2 separate regions of the Mus musculus genome follow, and region 2 is linked to region 1. Evidence: chromatin contacts called from public ChIA-PET data. All regions are on one chromosome and are shown on one strand. Each heading gives the region's core, a stretch centred on a gene start, on an enhancer-like site or on the middle of the called end of the contact. The rest is flanking DNA. Distances are from core to core; before and after follow the strand shown. Region 1 has its middle 43 kb from the start of Gm50287. Region 2 overlaps Gfra1 (glial cell line derived neurotrophic factor family receptor alpha 1).

Region 1 (7,549 bases), core at 3,569-6,068:
CTCTTGCTGAATCACTTCAGTTTTGCACATTCTGAACTGAGAATTATTGTATCCTGAAGGATATCTAGAGGCTCGTGTTATACCTTTATTGGAACTACCTGGAACAACAACAACAACAAAATCCAATTTTTCTAGTGTTACAAAATATTTCAGCCATGATTACAGTTCCAACACAGTGTCCATACAGTTCACAGTAACATTTCTTTTGAAACAAATTACTCTTGATAGAGTCCTGAAAAAAAAACGTTTGACATAGGCTCTAAGACACTATTCGAGAAGATCATATCGATGTCAAGTTTGTCATCATGATGGTGAATAGAGATTAATGCCTGAAAAGTTTGAGATCTGAAGTCTGTTGGAACAATGACTAATTCAACTGGCAAAATGCTCTCTCTTTATCCTCTGAAATTAAGTGAAATTTTTCATGTCGGGCCCTTAACCACATTAGTATAGATCCGGATGCTAGCTTATGTGGGATTTTGTCCTTCATCAGACCCCTCCTCCTCACCACCATCACTTCGTAGATTCTTCCTGCCAGGAAACATGTGCAGAATGGGTTCCTAGGGCCTTGGGAGCCAGTAGCATTGGTTGCATACATACAGTCGGGGCATTTTAGCAGGGTGCTTTTCCAGTGCTGATCCCACACATAGTCTCCAGCTTCTGCGAGAGGGGTGCTGCCTTCCACCTCACTGCGAGGACTGTTGTGAGGGACTCGATGACAAGGTGCCCTGTCACAATTTACTCAGAATGCCAGCTCTCAGGGAACTTAGGCTGGAGAATCATCACAAGTTCTAGGCTAGCCTGGGCTACTATAGTGAGTTCCTGGCCAACCCAGGCTACTTAATGAGACCCTGACTCAAAATAAAAAAAAAAATCCTGCAGAGTGAGACCCTATCTTAATGTATACATACATACATACGTGCATACATACATATAAACATTTTCATCTGAAGATGGATTTTTTTGAAGTTTACTTTATGTCCAACTAAAAATGAATTTTCTCACCTATTCAGAAGCTTCTGGGATCTCACTGGGAGTTTCATAAGTGAAGTGTTTTACAAGAAACCATTGGTGTTTGTGTCTGAAACAACAGCTTTCCTGATTTCTCCATCGATGGGGACGAGACGTAGGCAAGACTCTTTTAAAAGCATCCGCCAAAGTGAGAAAGTAAACATGCTCCTCTCGCTCGCTTCCGTTGGTAGTTACCCAGTAGATGTTTTCCTTGGATAAACAATCTCCGGTGTTTACTGAAGCCTGTATGGATGGTCCCCCGCAGTGTTTGCAGCTTGAGATTTATTCCAGCAGCTCTGTAGAACGAGCCTGTGGTGCAGGGCAGGCGGCCCCTCTGGAACCTCCAAGTATTTGTTCTCTCTCTGTTCTAAAGGTAATTAAGGAGCATTGCTTGTTTCTCAATTAATGACTTCTCATTCAACAGGGGATCTTTGATGCTAATTTGTTTTAATCAGGGCAGAGGCTGCTCAAAAACTCTGAACAATTCACTGAAGAGGAACTAGGAATTTTTAATCAAGTGGAAGAGACTTAAATGCTTTCCATCCTGCGCCTTCAACCGTCCTTCATTTAACTGTGTTCTTTAGGCTTTATAAACCAAGATGAGATTGTCGAATGGCGTGTGTTATATCACACAGCTCACTTCTTTCTTGGGCATCTGTGAGCACATGGTGGGCCTTAATTTCTTCCATGTAAAAGCCTGTTTACATCCAAACTTCATGTTTCTCTTAATAGAGGGTCTATTTTAAAATAAATTTTAAAACAAAAAAAATGTATTTATAACTACATCTAGTGCTCTTTTATTGTATGGGGCAAAATGGTGACTTTTCACATGTAAGAACAGCACAAGACACATTAGAGATGAAATTCAAGGCATTCTTTTCATCCCATGGACTCAGTCACCAAATGGCTGCTCATGATTCCAGAAAAGTCAAATTGCATCACACAGAAACGGTCAAGAGCTAGCAATTACATCACAGCATGATCAGATGCTGGCTTTTATTAAAAAGGTGATATCACTAGGTGACTTTACCTTCAGACATCATATTCAACGTGCTAAGGTTACAGTCACAGTCATTCTTAGCTAATGACCAGGTCTAGTCTCATTGTCATGTTCTCCAATCAACGTGACTTTACATAAGCCAGTTATGTGAAATCGAGGCGGTCCCCCCTCCTCCATCTCTTTATCCTGAATATAGAAAAATCTCAGCAAATATCCCAGAAGTCTCACCACTCAAAACCTTACTGTTTCATTTCCAAGTAAGTGGGAAAATAGGCTTTTTATTTTTCATAAAACAGTTTCTTAAACAACGGCATCTATCAGAGTGAACTACAGCACAGGGTTACTTGTTAAGCAAAGCCTGGGCCCTCTTGTTGTTTCTGATCTAGAAAGTCAGTAAGAATTTTCATGTTGACAAGTCCTAAGACGATATTGGACGGTGAGGGATAGGGCGTCCCAACTGGGGACTCCTTAGGAGCAACTTGGGATGGAGGAGCTATGACTGAAACGCAGCACCAGATACTCTGCAACTCTGAACAGACCACAGAGTAGAGTCTCCAGGTCCCACAAGATTGTGGCCTCCAAGGTGGTTTTCTGGCTTTGGTGGGCGGGGCCTAGAAGGTAGACTGGGTAACATGGACAGTATTAATGCCTGTGCTTTTTATTTTTATGTGTTTGTTTATTCCTTTTTTTTTTTTGACACAGGATCTCATAGAACACAGACTGACTCCTGAGCTTATAGCCATGAGCTGTCACACCTCACTGTTACCTAAATTTTAATTGATAAATACCCACCTGAAGGTCTCTGCAGGAGTTATAAATGTTTGAAAATAAACTTTTACAAGGACACATGTCATGGTCTGCCTGTGCTAATGAGGCACGCCAGAAGCCAACTGTTCCTAAATCAGGTAGAGTAGTGTGGGGCTCTGTGGTTTTGATAAAGGCCCTGGTTAATTCTTTATTTAGGGCAACAGAAGTTCACCTTTCACTGTGCTGACTGACCAGCCTGAAGCATCAACTACACACACAACAGTGTGGGCCCATTTACTTCCATACATTGATGTGTAGCCTCTGAATGGTGGATGAGGGAACACAAGCTGCTGTTCTCAAAACGGACAAGAAACAACTTTGGAGAACTTTACCCAGGTATTTCCTTCCTTTATGCTGCCTACGTTGATCTTCCAAAAAATGGAGTCCATTCATAACACAGCTGATGCACTTCACCCAGCCATTCCTGGTCATGTGACATAATGGCCTTGGGGGACATGAACTGGTCCTGGCAGCTCTTAGCTGTGTAGTCACTACACCCCCTGGGATAAGTTCCATTAGGACTTGCTTTTGTCCTGGCAAATGCTATTGCCTTCTAATTTGAGGCTATTTTTGAGTACTTGGTGGGTTCTTTTTTTCTTCCACCCTTCTCTACCCCCTTCTTCCACCCTTTCAACCCCCTAACAGTAGGCAGGAAAGGAAAAAGGATAGAACAGAAAGAGGGTTTCGATATTGACAGACTACTTCCTGCTGATTAGGAGCATTGAATTCCTAGGAGCAAGTTAGATCTTCACCATCAGGATATCTAATTTCTCCTTGTTGTTTCTTCTTTGTGCATGGCTACTTAACAAACTGCAACCAACTGCAACCAACCACCAACTGGCCAACAGTCCCTTCTATCAGGGCCCTAGCATTTATATATACTGTGAAAAGTCCCCAGAATTCCAAACTTGACAATCTCAGAAACTATCTGCAGCTGGCTGGCAAAACCACACCCCTGCTAGAGCACGAGGCAAATCAGAGTCAACTGCTATGGGTAATCTGAAGCAGCTCCATAGCCCACACCTGGATTTAAAATGAAAACACATTCTTATAATATTTCTGTGTTTTTAAAGAAACCAAAATTCTCACTAAGAGAAGCCTAAGCTTGCATGGCAACCAAGAGGCAGATATGAAATGCTTGCCAAACAGACCTTTCACACTATGGAAGGAAAATGTCATCAACTTTGGCCACTGTCCTCTAAGTAGATGTCCCAATGACAGGGACAGTTTCAGTCAAAGTCATACTTTCCCATACTTAATAAGTAATGTTTTTGTTACTTTTCCATTGCTGTGAAGACACATCATGATCAAAGCAGCTAATAATGAAAACATTTAATTGGGGACTTGCTTACATTTCAGAGGGTGAGTCCACAACAGCCACGGCAGGGAGTATGGCAGGAGGCAGGCATGGTCCTGGAGCAGTAGCTTAGAGCTTACTTCTGTCTTATCCACAAGTTGAAGGGAGGGGAGAGAGAGAGAGAGAGAGAGGGAGAGGGAGAGGGAGAGGGAGAGGGAGAGGGAGAGGGAGAGGGAGAGGGAGAGGGAGAGGGAGAGGGAGAGGGAGAGGGAGAGGGAGAGGGAGAGGGAGAGGGAGAGGGAGAGGGAGAGGGAGAGGGAGAGGGAGAGAATTGGAAATGACATCTGCTTTTGCAACCTTCAAGCCCACCCAATTGACACACCTCTTCAGACAAACCAATCATTCTAGTTCTTCCCAAGCAGTTCCACCAACCAGGGACCAAGCACTCAAATGTACGAGCCTGTGGGGGCCATTTTTAGTCTTTTTCACTAGTCCTGGCTCCCCCATAACAAGGGGACAAGCTCAATTCTTCAGCTCCAAGCAACCCTAAGATGTCCAGATGCCCAGCCTGCTTCATCACAATGGTTATCAGCAGTAACATCAGATCTAATCTCATTGGATCATTGAGCAAGTGACAGAGTAGAAAGCAGCTCTGGCAATTACAAGTCCCACACTAACAGGATGTGGTCACACTGTTCATATCCTGCTCAGCTGGGACTTACACATCTCTAGACTCGGAGCTCAACGCAGAGCAGAAGTTCACGGGGGATGGAACTGTTGCAGAGACCCTCTATCTGCTTTACTACTCTGCCTACATCATGTTGTTAAGCATAGATGGTCCAGTTGCCTTACCTCATCTCTCAGCTTTGGAGGAGCAAAGCCCCAGTGTATCGTGGGTGCCTCGGGACATTTGCACCACATCACATCATACCACAGGCTGCTGGGAGAGGTACAGGTTGCCTTCTGGATTACTGGCAAGGCAATACAAACACTATCTGAGCGCCTATTCTTTAGGCAGATCCCATGATGCCAGAGAACATGGTAGTCAGCTAGCGCTCTCTCCCCTCCCTCTCCCTCCTCCTCTCCCTCTCCCTCCCCCTCTCCCTCCCTCTCCCTCCCCCTCCCCTCTCCCCTCTCCCCCCCTATCTCTCTCGTGTGTGTGTGTGTGTATGTGTGTGTGTGTGTGTGTGTGTGTGTGTGTGTGTGTGTGTATGTGCCTAAGCATGTGCTCAGGTACGTGAATGCTAGAGGTCAACGTTGGGTGTCTTCCTCAGTCACCTTCCACCATATTATTTGTAGACACACCCATACTGGCTTCTCGCTGGAATTCGCCAAGTAGGCTAGGCTTGCTGGCCATTGAGTGCTAAACGTCTGCTTGTCTGGTATTCCCAGCTCTAGAATTACTGGTACTTGTCACCAGGCCTGGCTTATCTCTGTGTAGGATTCAGGGTGTAGGTAGCTCCATCTGCCTGGGTCTATACCTAGTGATGATGGTATTGTGCTTGTCTGACTTGGCCTCCCATATCCATAAGAGCAACTCTCATGAGCTGAATAAAACCTGTCAGCTCGCTTCAGCTAAAGACACTGCCACATTCACAAGGCTTCAGTCTGTACTTGGGACCCTCTCAATGGCACTGAGGTGGGCCGCACAGCATACCAACAGAGAGTGAAGCAGACGCTCTGTGTTGCCGCCTTCCTTCCTAACAGAGAAATCTCATAGACACATCAAATGTATTTCGTTTGCAGCTCCCCATATCCTGGGTTTTTACTTTATTTCTTAGTGGGGCTTAACTTCCAGCCATCAGGATAACTTTGTTTAACTGTTTCACTATGCTGTTTTAACCTCTAAAAGAACCTTATGAAATACATTCTTTACTTAGAATAGAGAAGTAGATGTAGAAAATTCATGGATTATTGGTCATCAAAGATCCTGAATCAGCCCTGCTAGTTATATGGGGTGTGGAGTCGGGAATGCTAATGCCTTTTAAACTCTGGCTCCTAAAACTATTATTAACTATGTTTGTGGTGTCCAGCTCTCAGAATCTCTCTCTCTCTCTCTCTCTCTCTCTCTCTCTCTCTCTCTCTCTCTCTGTGTGTGTGTGTGTGTGTGTGTGTGGTGGATCTTGCAGTTGTTACCATGAAGCAGAATGTAACCATTTTTTTTCCATCTGGGACTTAGCTAAAGGGTAAGTCACTACCAGGGAAGGCTTTAACCTTTTACAAATTCGCAAACACAGGTAACTGGCTGATGTGTTTGTATGCGGTGCACAGATACATTGACCTAGATACATCTCTAAAATTAATTTACCGGTGCTGCAACGGGGCCTCGCTAACACTCCAACAAGTGCTTATTGCTTTACTGGTGAGCATGAGCCCTGAGGGCCTGCTGTTTGATGGTGGTGACAGCTCTGTATGATGTAGGCGCCGCCAAGAGCCAGCATGCTGACTCAGAGAACAGGAGGGCAGCGAGGCTGGTAGGGGAGTTGTCAGACAAATTAGTAGCCATCCAGATTAAAAGTCATAGAGCAGATCAGTGCTGCAGGCATGCTTTAACCACGGCCCAATGGGAAGTGACTTCTCCAGGAATTATTTATGTGAAAATCAGCATAGTCCCTAAAGTCTAGATTGTGAAATGAGCCAAGATCTTACCTTCAGCCATTTGACATACTTTGAATTCTCCATCATCCACATGGAGGGGTACCCACCCCCTTTTTTATCCTCCATACTTGCCCCCATCAGCCCAGAGAAGATCCCTGCTGCTCCTGAGACCACACAAGGCATTGCAATCTTTGCCTTTCAGATATGCTCAGAAATGGCAGATGTCTGGGTATTGCTAAGTTATTGCATAATTAAGTCTGATATGAGTGAGGGAATTCAAACAAACATTTCTAGAAGAAGAATAGGTGTGTTCTGTTTGCCTGGGATTTTCTTTAGAACAGCTAAAGTCGCCCAGAGGAATAATTAATCCTGTGGCTGATGGTAGCAGCAGTACAGGGAGCCAAGGAGCCCCCTTCACTTGGCAAGGCTCCTTCAGACCTGTGGTGTAACTGGCGTGAAGTACTCTGGCTGCAAAGGGGGAACATCGTGTCTGTAAGAGGAGGGACTGCACACCTGAGCCATGTGCCCCAGCACTCCAACCAGAGCAGTTGAAGCCGAATCCCTGTGATAGCATTTAATCAATTCTTCTTAAAGAGACTTGAGTCTGTGGAGTATAAAGATGATTAAGGACATTTGCAGGCTGTCACAAAGCCGGGGATGAGAAGTGCAGGCCCACTGTTGCTATAAGCACAGATCAGAGCCGTGTGGTGCCATCTAAAGTTTCCAGGTTCTTGGGTCTCCAGACAAAGATTGTACCAGGGGCACCTAGTTAGTGACAGAAACAAAGACAGTTCATTTTACGTAAGAGAAAGACAATCTTGAGGATGGGTGTAGAC
Region 2 (7,549 bases), core at 1,596-4,095, 95 kb after region 1:
CATTCCAAATTCCCTCTGTGTTGTGCACTTGTCCTCTCGTGTGCTCTCTTAAAAAGACTCTCAAACTCCATCTTCTCAAGGACATTCAAGGTCAAACAGAATGAATGTGCTTCTGCTCAAAGTGGCTCCATCACCTTTGTCTCTCCCCGACGTAGGCTGGATTCCGAGTCACTGTGTGGACGCAACTGTCAGTAAAATCAACTTCGCAAAGGACTTTCTGTAAGGAACCCAACCTCAGCAGACGAAAACTGTCTCTGACCAGGGAAAGCAGGGAATCACTTCCGCTCATGGGCGGCGCTCCAAGAGGAAGTCGAGTGCATAACAGATGGCCAAGTTTCCCTGTTCTAGTCTTGAGATGAAGCAAGCGCTTTGTCGAGGAGGCCACAGCAAATGGAAGACCTATATGCTTGCCTTGGTTTTGTAGCCATCTCTGACATGTCCCTAAATGGGGTCCTTCTCACTATTTTATTTCATCAGCAACTTGTTTTCAAATCGAGGATTTGGTAACTCTCAGTCGCTTTTATCTCTAAAGGAAAATGCAATTTTTACTGGTGACAGTGCTCTTCAAAGTTTAATTTGTATGTTGCCTATCTACGAGTTCTTGCTGAAGTCCCCTTGTTAGCACAGGGCTCCTGTTTCCTCTCTGACCCTCTGAAGCTAATGACAGCTGCATTATACTGCAGAGGTAATCAATAGCCTCCTATGGCGGATCACATCCAATCAGACCCTTATGAAATTAGTGCAGTGGAGATATATGTATATATCTTAATTAAAACGAAAATATGATCAGTAAGAGATTATGTTCCCATTCATGACCGCCATTCTGTTCCGACACATCGAATATGTTTATTCAATGTATGAGTCTTCATGGAACGTCCCACTGATCAGGTACACTTGGATGTTGGATGCATTCCCCTCAAAAACATTGTGAAGGGGAAAAAGAGGTTGCTACTGAGTATTTTACATTGTTATTCAAAAACATTTCAATATAAATGCACTTCAGACACCAGAGGAGTCCCTCCCAGGTGAATCGTTATTTATTATCCCAAAGGCAAACCTCAGAGAGCAGAGCGGGTATCAGGAGACCGTGCACCAGGGCTCCCTGCTCTGTGGGAGGGTGAGGGGCCAGATCATACTTCTAGGGCTCAAGGGAAGGAAGATTCTCCCCCCCCCCCCTTATTCACTTTGCAGGAAACATGGTTGCCAGTACGCAACCATTAACAAATTCTGAGCCTGACCATGTAAAGCAGTCTTTAGATATATGCCTAAGGGTCTGCCCAGGCAAGGAGGAGGGCTCCAGGAGATGGTGTGTGTGTCTTTTCTCGAGCGTCCCCTCCTGCTCTGTGTACTTGTGCCATTCAGTTCACCTTCCCAGACCCTGTGCTGGCCCTCTAGATCCATAACCTACCATTCCTTTTGTGTGTGACAGTCTGTCATGAAGGACACAGAGCAAAATACAGGAGATACTTGGTGACCTTGAATCCAAACTGTTCTAAGTTGTGGTCAAAAGCAAAGAAACTTCCATGTGCCCTGGCAGGACTCAACTGTGAAAGAGAGGGCAGCATATCTCCATCCCAGCCAGTCCTAATCCAAGCTGTCTCTGCCAGACAACATGAAAACCCATGTACTGGGGCTATATCAACTGCCAGAAGCGCTGTCTACTGTGGCACCCTTTACAAGTATCTAACCATTCCTTACATATAGGCAGCCTTGATCTCAAGACAGATGAGACATGGGCTGGCTGCTCTATTTCATCCTGCCTGTCCACAGAAATGTGATGTGGCTTTCTGCTAAAGCACTGGGCTTCTTGGGGGCCTGCTTTTAATGAGAGCCATATGCATGAAGTTGATGCTGGAGCTAGTATTACTGATGAGGGGCAAGGGCTGTGTGTATTAAACCATCATTAAAACATGGGACCGGTATCGCTGCCTTCAAAATGTAGAAAGCTAACAGTTGGAGAGCTGACAGTTGGTAATGCTTGTTCTACATGTGACCTCGTAAGTGTAAGAAGTGGTAAGAGTTGATCTTCAGCTACATTCAGCTTCTCACTCAAGCAAAGCTCAGGAGAGCGCACCAGTGAACAATCCCGGGTGCTGTGCAAGGACCACACCCACTCTCCTCTACTGGGCTAAATGGTAGCTTCTACATCTGGATGTGACCAGGGACTTTTTTGTTTTGTTGGGGATCACATAAACACTCTGTGGAGAGCATACATAGAACGGTGAACGTTAGTACAAGATAGAGTCTGCAAAGTCCACTCTTGAGGCCAACCCCCAATTGTCATCCATCCACACTAGGCTGCAGTCATGTCTTTAGAATCCAACGCTATTAAATAAGATCCGGAAGAATCTCTATCAATAGCATCTCCTCCTCCTAGCCAGTAGAGAGAACAGGGTTCAAGCTGTTAAAACTATCATCTTCATCATCACCACCACCATCACCATCAAAAACATAAGCTCAGCTTGCTTTACAGTCCAGGTTACAAACAGTCCCCTGAAGCCACACCATGCCCCAGAGTTTTCTGAGTTTGGAATTAGCCCTGTAGCAGTTCTTCAACAGAAGCCTGTGAGGGCGGCAAAAAGCTTTCTTAAAAACAACAAAGGAGTTCCCGCTGGGTGAAACTGCTTCTCAACCGAGCTTTTAAAACTGGATTTTCAGATATACAAGAGGACAGGGGACAGAATACTTGGTTTTCTTTTGTCTTTTCATACTGGATGCAGCTACGATGTTTCTGCCAATGATACAGACAACAGGGCAGCCAGAGCGGTGAACACCATCACCGGCAGTGAGCTCAGACCGCAGCTGGGAGGAGCAGCCATTGATTTTGTGGTTATGTGGCTGGAGGCACCAGCGAGACCATCCTTTCCGTAATCATTCTGTAAGAAACAATGTTTTCATTATCACCCACAGCACATGCCCACTTCCTCAGGTTGGATTTTACCCGTGTTCTCTAACCCTACTTCCCTGATAGCTCCTTCCCAACAAGCTGGCCTGAGTGTTAACCACTGAGACTGAACTGGCTAACTTTTAGTTCTGAGATGGGACCATGAACGTTCGTAAGATGTGGATGGATCCTTTGGATCAACTGCTAGCCAATGTTTGCTGTTTGATCTGTGATACATTCTTTCTGATGGGAAATGTTTAAACCCAGGGGTCACTGCCTTTATGTCTTTTTCTAGACCACCTAATAGCTATTACCTCCTGGCTTCCTTCTGACTCTCCCCCCACTGGGCAAGGAAAGCAGGAAGACGAGTCTGGGGAAGTGTAGCCCATGGAGACACAGGTGGATCAAAATGAATGTCAAGGACAGATGGTTGCCAGAGCCTTTTTTCTGAATCCCTAGCCAACCCACAAGAGGTTTCATAGGATCTCAGAGTTTCCTAGCATGGAACAATGGGCTTAGAGCTGAGGCTGACTTTAGTTCTGACTTTGCAGTGAATCTTAATTCAAAGGTAGTCAATACAGAGGCTGATGAGAACTTTTCTGGATCCAAGACACTATTGGTCTTCAAATATTATATATTATATACCCATTTCCAAAGCCTATGTCCCTATAAAGAAACACAAAAAGAAATGTCACTTACATCAGAAAGACAGAGATGTGTACTGCCCGATACATTGGATTTCAGCTTCTGTGCCTGGAGAGAGACAAAGGAGGAAAAAAAGCACTCAGACATAATAGGGAAGAGTAATTAATTATGATCCATTAATCAACAGTCTAGGGCAGGGCCAGATGATAAATATAGGAGCCCCAACTGTGAGCCCCAACTGTAATTTACAACATTCAAGTGGCTGCCTAATAAAGAGGTAGCAGATAAGGTTAATTTTAATTATATATTTTATTTAACCAACTGTATTATCATTTGAACATGGAATCAATATAAGAAATTAATGAGATATTTGGCATTCTTTCTTCTCAGGTCTTCAAAATACACTCTCTGACCCTGCAGGTCTCTGTTCAGGGATGCCCTAATTCAGAGCTCAGCAGCTACCTGTCACTGGTAGCTGTCTCAGGGATGGTACAGGAAGGGGCAGGACACTGAAGAAAGAGCTTTGAAGGGGTGACTCATTTATCTTTCTGGGTGTTAATTTGGGGAAAGTGCTACTTTCAAACATCACAACAGACATGCCTGCGTATTAGTATGTAGAGACCCCCGGAAACCCATTCCTTTGCTGATTTGTCAATGCCCCACCCCAGTCAACAAACAGCCAGCGAGGAGCTCTTAATGGTTCCTAACGGTGGGTATGGGGGCAGGGAAACTGAAAGAACTCAGTCCCTGGGCTCATGGGGCTTCTTGTTTCCTGGCAAAATATTCCATGTTTGGAGTCAGAGCACACGGAGAGACTCTCAGATGGATACCCTCCAGGAAGCATAGAGCCCTACAGACCCTGTGGTGGTTTGAGTAAGAATGGCCTCCACAGTCTAAAGTTTGGTTCCTAGATGGTGAACTGTTTAGGAAGGATTAGGTGGTGTGGCCTTGTTGGAGGAGGTGTGTCAGTAGAGGTGGGTTTTGAGGTTTCAAAAGCCCACACAAGAACTCTCTGACTCTGTGTCTCTCACTGTCTGTCTCTGTCTCTGTCTGTCTGTCTGTCTATCTGTCTCTGTGTGTGTGTGTGTGTGTGTGTGTGTGTTTGTGTGTGTGTGTCTATTGTCTGTTTCTCTCTGTGTGTCTGCAGATCAGGATGTAGAGTTTTCAGCCACTGCTCCAGTGCCATAGCTGTCTCCCTTTGGACATGTTGGCTCTTCAGAGCAAAATGTAACAATAACTAAGATACCCCAAAATTAAAAAACTGACTCCAAGATAGTTGCTAGAAGCTGAGCAGTGAAGGCCTAAAGCTCTTTTCTTCTTAGCTGGATCAACTCTGCCATTGGGCTTATGCCTGAGGATGAAGTGGAAGGGGCATTTCCAATACTCGGACAATTACAAAGAACAGACTTTGAAAGCTACCCAGTCAGTACAACACTTGTTTTACAAACATGGACAAGTTAAGCCCAGAGAAGTTAAAACGGCTGATGTGCTTGTGGGTCAAAGTCGTTTTTCAGTCTCTGCCTGTTGTGATTATGAAAAGATAAAGGGATATAAGGGTATGTTCTATGGGGGTGTGGTGAGGTATGGGGGAAGAGGATGTCTCAGCGGGCCCATGCCAAGGCATCCCTTTCCCCTGAGGGACCAGCCACATGACGGTATAGCATAAACTAGAGTTTATTTAGGGCATGGGGAGGGGAAGTTAAGAGAGTAGTAGAGACAGAGAGAAAGGCAGAGAGAAGGAGAGAGGAGAGAAGTAGAGGCTGGCCATGACCATGTGGAAAGAGGGGAGAAGGGAATGGGGAGGAGGAGCAAGAGGCAAGGGAGAAAATCAGGAGTAAGAGAGCCCCTTTTATAGTGGGCCAGGCCTAACTGGTTGTTGCCAGGTAACTGTGGGGAGGAGCAAACCTGGCTGTTGCCAGGTAACTGTGGGGGTGGAGCCCAGACAGAATACCAACACTGTCCTCCCGAAAATCCACACAAGACCACTTCCCATGACGCCCACCCTCAACCCTAACAGTAGCCTTTGACACCAATGGGGAGCTTGTTTATCAGGAGGGCAAGCCCTGGCAAACAGTCATCACCTTTGCATTGACGGGATACCTGAGCGACCAGCTCTAAGGGCATGACATTCATTAGCAGGCTGCCTATGAGCCACTGTGACTCATGGAAGATATTCGAGGCTAAAACGACAGCAGGCTCACCGGAGGAGTAATTTGTTGACCATAATGCTACTGGGAAAGCATCATAATCTTTACCTATATTTGCATATGCCAGCAGTGAATATGAAGTAGAAACCTTTAAGCAGGCTTCGGGAACAAGACACTGTGAAGCATCCCCGGCTGCTCAAAGGTCACTAAATGTTATGTATAAGAAGATCAGAGGGGAAATTGGAAGCGGAATTACACTTACTCAAAAGCCTACTTTTAATCTATAATAATAGGAAGCCCCGATCCGCTGCTCCGCTACCTGCGGAGAATAATGTGTAGAGCACCACGTTTTATTCCTAGTCAAGTCTGGAATTGTGCCCAGACACCCAAATGGCCCTGTATCATTCCACTCTGCCCTTTCTTCACTAGGCCTTGAGCTACAAAAACAAAATCCCCACCGAGGGACTATGCATAGCTAAGTAATCCATTCACTGACTGGTTTGGGGATGCAGAAGGACCTCTGTGCCATGATACAGTGTGGCCTTAAGCTTTTTATTTTATTTATTTATTTTTTTGTAGTGTGGTCACAGGAAAGCAGCAGCACCTCAGGGGACCGTTGCAGCCCCCAAGAGTTCACAGCTGGGTGCCTGACTCTCCCCGTCACCTGACAAGCACCAGTGAGCCTGGGATTTGCTCAGTGCACTTGTTTGGTTCCGTCACTGAATCCCTGTCACCACAGAACCTGGTACAGCTCGAGGAGACTGTTCCCCTGGTTAAATAATTACGATGGGACTTCCAGTAGCTAACCAGAAAGGGCTGCTGTCTTCCCAGGTGTCCTCATGGTTTCCCATTCATATGGCTAGACTTCTATGGCCCATCACTGAGGACCCACACTAAATAAAATGTTTCTAAACTCTCCAGGAGGTCAACACGTCCACACCTAAACTGCCAGCTCAAGAATGGATGCAGTGATTATTTACTGGCTCTGGAAAATACACTCAGAGCATCCCCAAGGTTGTATCACCTGGGGGCTTCTGTTCCCCAAACAGCATCGTATGAACCTCTAACAGTTAACCTGTAGCCTGTAGGGCCATCCTGGTGGGCATAACTACACAAAATGCCGAATCCAAGTGAGAATATGCTGCCCAACTTAAAGAGGTTTCCCATGGTAGCCTTCCCAGTGCCCACACTAAGAGGCCTGGCTTTCCACAGGCCAGGGCAAATCTATAAATCCCGCTTTCAGAATACACTTAGCAAGCTTCCTATAGACAAAACTGGTACTGTGGATGTCACCAGGAGTGTGAATAGGGTGAACACAGACGTCTTGCAGGATCTACCCGAATCCAGCAGGGGACAATGTAAAGTGTGTGGCCCTGAGTAATAAAAATCAAAGGACTGTACACAGATGGGAGATGTTTTAAATCCCTGACTGAGAAGATACAGGCCAAAGGGTCCATGCAGCTCCTGGAATTAGCTACAGATCAAGTGTGATCAGCAGGCAGAGGAGCAGAAGGAGGCTCATAGGTGTGAACGGTGGCTGGCTTCGAGCTTAGGAATCTTGTATTCAGCATGAGTCCCAGTGACCTCTAAGGATCAGAAACATGCTACTACAGACCCAGAGCCTCCTGGAGAAAATCTGGGTCTTAAAGCCCGTTCTACAAGCCCCAGGAACAACCTGTTATTTCTGCTTGGTTGATTTTCATCCTGAATGTTTTTTAAAAGGTCATTAAACAATCAGTCTTGCTATCAGTTATGATAAATTCAAATGTAAAGTGGCAGGGAATCACACATCTCAACAACTGTTGAGTGATTGCCGAGTACTTATACACACAAACACACACACACAAACACACACACACAAACACACACACAC

The links. ChIA-PET counts read pairs in DNA pulled down with a chosen protein or histone mark.
Region 2: a contact with region 1 is called in an RNA polymerase II ChIA-PET map of memory CD8 T cells, with 32 read pairs. The contact joins two enhancer-like sites. A contact is called at or near these places in 1 of 15 datasets of contacts at CTCF or cohesin (the NIH/3T3 cell line), 2 of 484 Hi-C or Micro-C datasets (embryonic stem cells and granulocyte-monocyte progenitors) and 1 of 115 datasets of contacts at active chromatin or transcription factors (memory CD8 T cells).

The regions. Positions count from the first base shown.
Region 1 is chr19:58,139,188-58,146,736 of GRCm38.p6, forward strand. No RefSeq gene overlaps it. Among named protein-coding and RNA genes, the nearest start is that of Gm50287, 43 kb to the left of the region's middle. Within about 2 kb of position 4,819, at least 65 of the 459 cell types and tissues checked have an H3K27ac peak or open chromatin away from gene starts, as enhancers often do. A contact at or near this core is called in memory CD8 T cells, where this site is marked.
Region 2 is chr19:58,235,671-58,243,219 of GRCm38.p6, forward strand. It overlaps Gfra1 (glial cell line derived neurotrophic factor family receptor alpha 1), which reads right to left. Exons shown (of 11, transcript NM_010279.3): 10 at 3,584-3,637; 11 at 1-2,876. The coding sequence ends at 2,721. Among named protein-coding and RNA genes, the nearest start is that of Gm41875, 6.9 kb to the left of the region's middle. Within about 2 kb of position 2,846, at least 12 of the 459 cell types and tissues checked have an H3K27ac peak or open chromatin away from gene starts, as enhancers often do. A contact at or near this core is called in memory CD8 T cells, where this site is marked.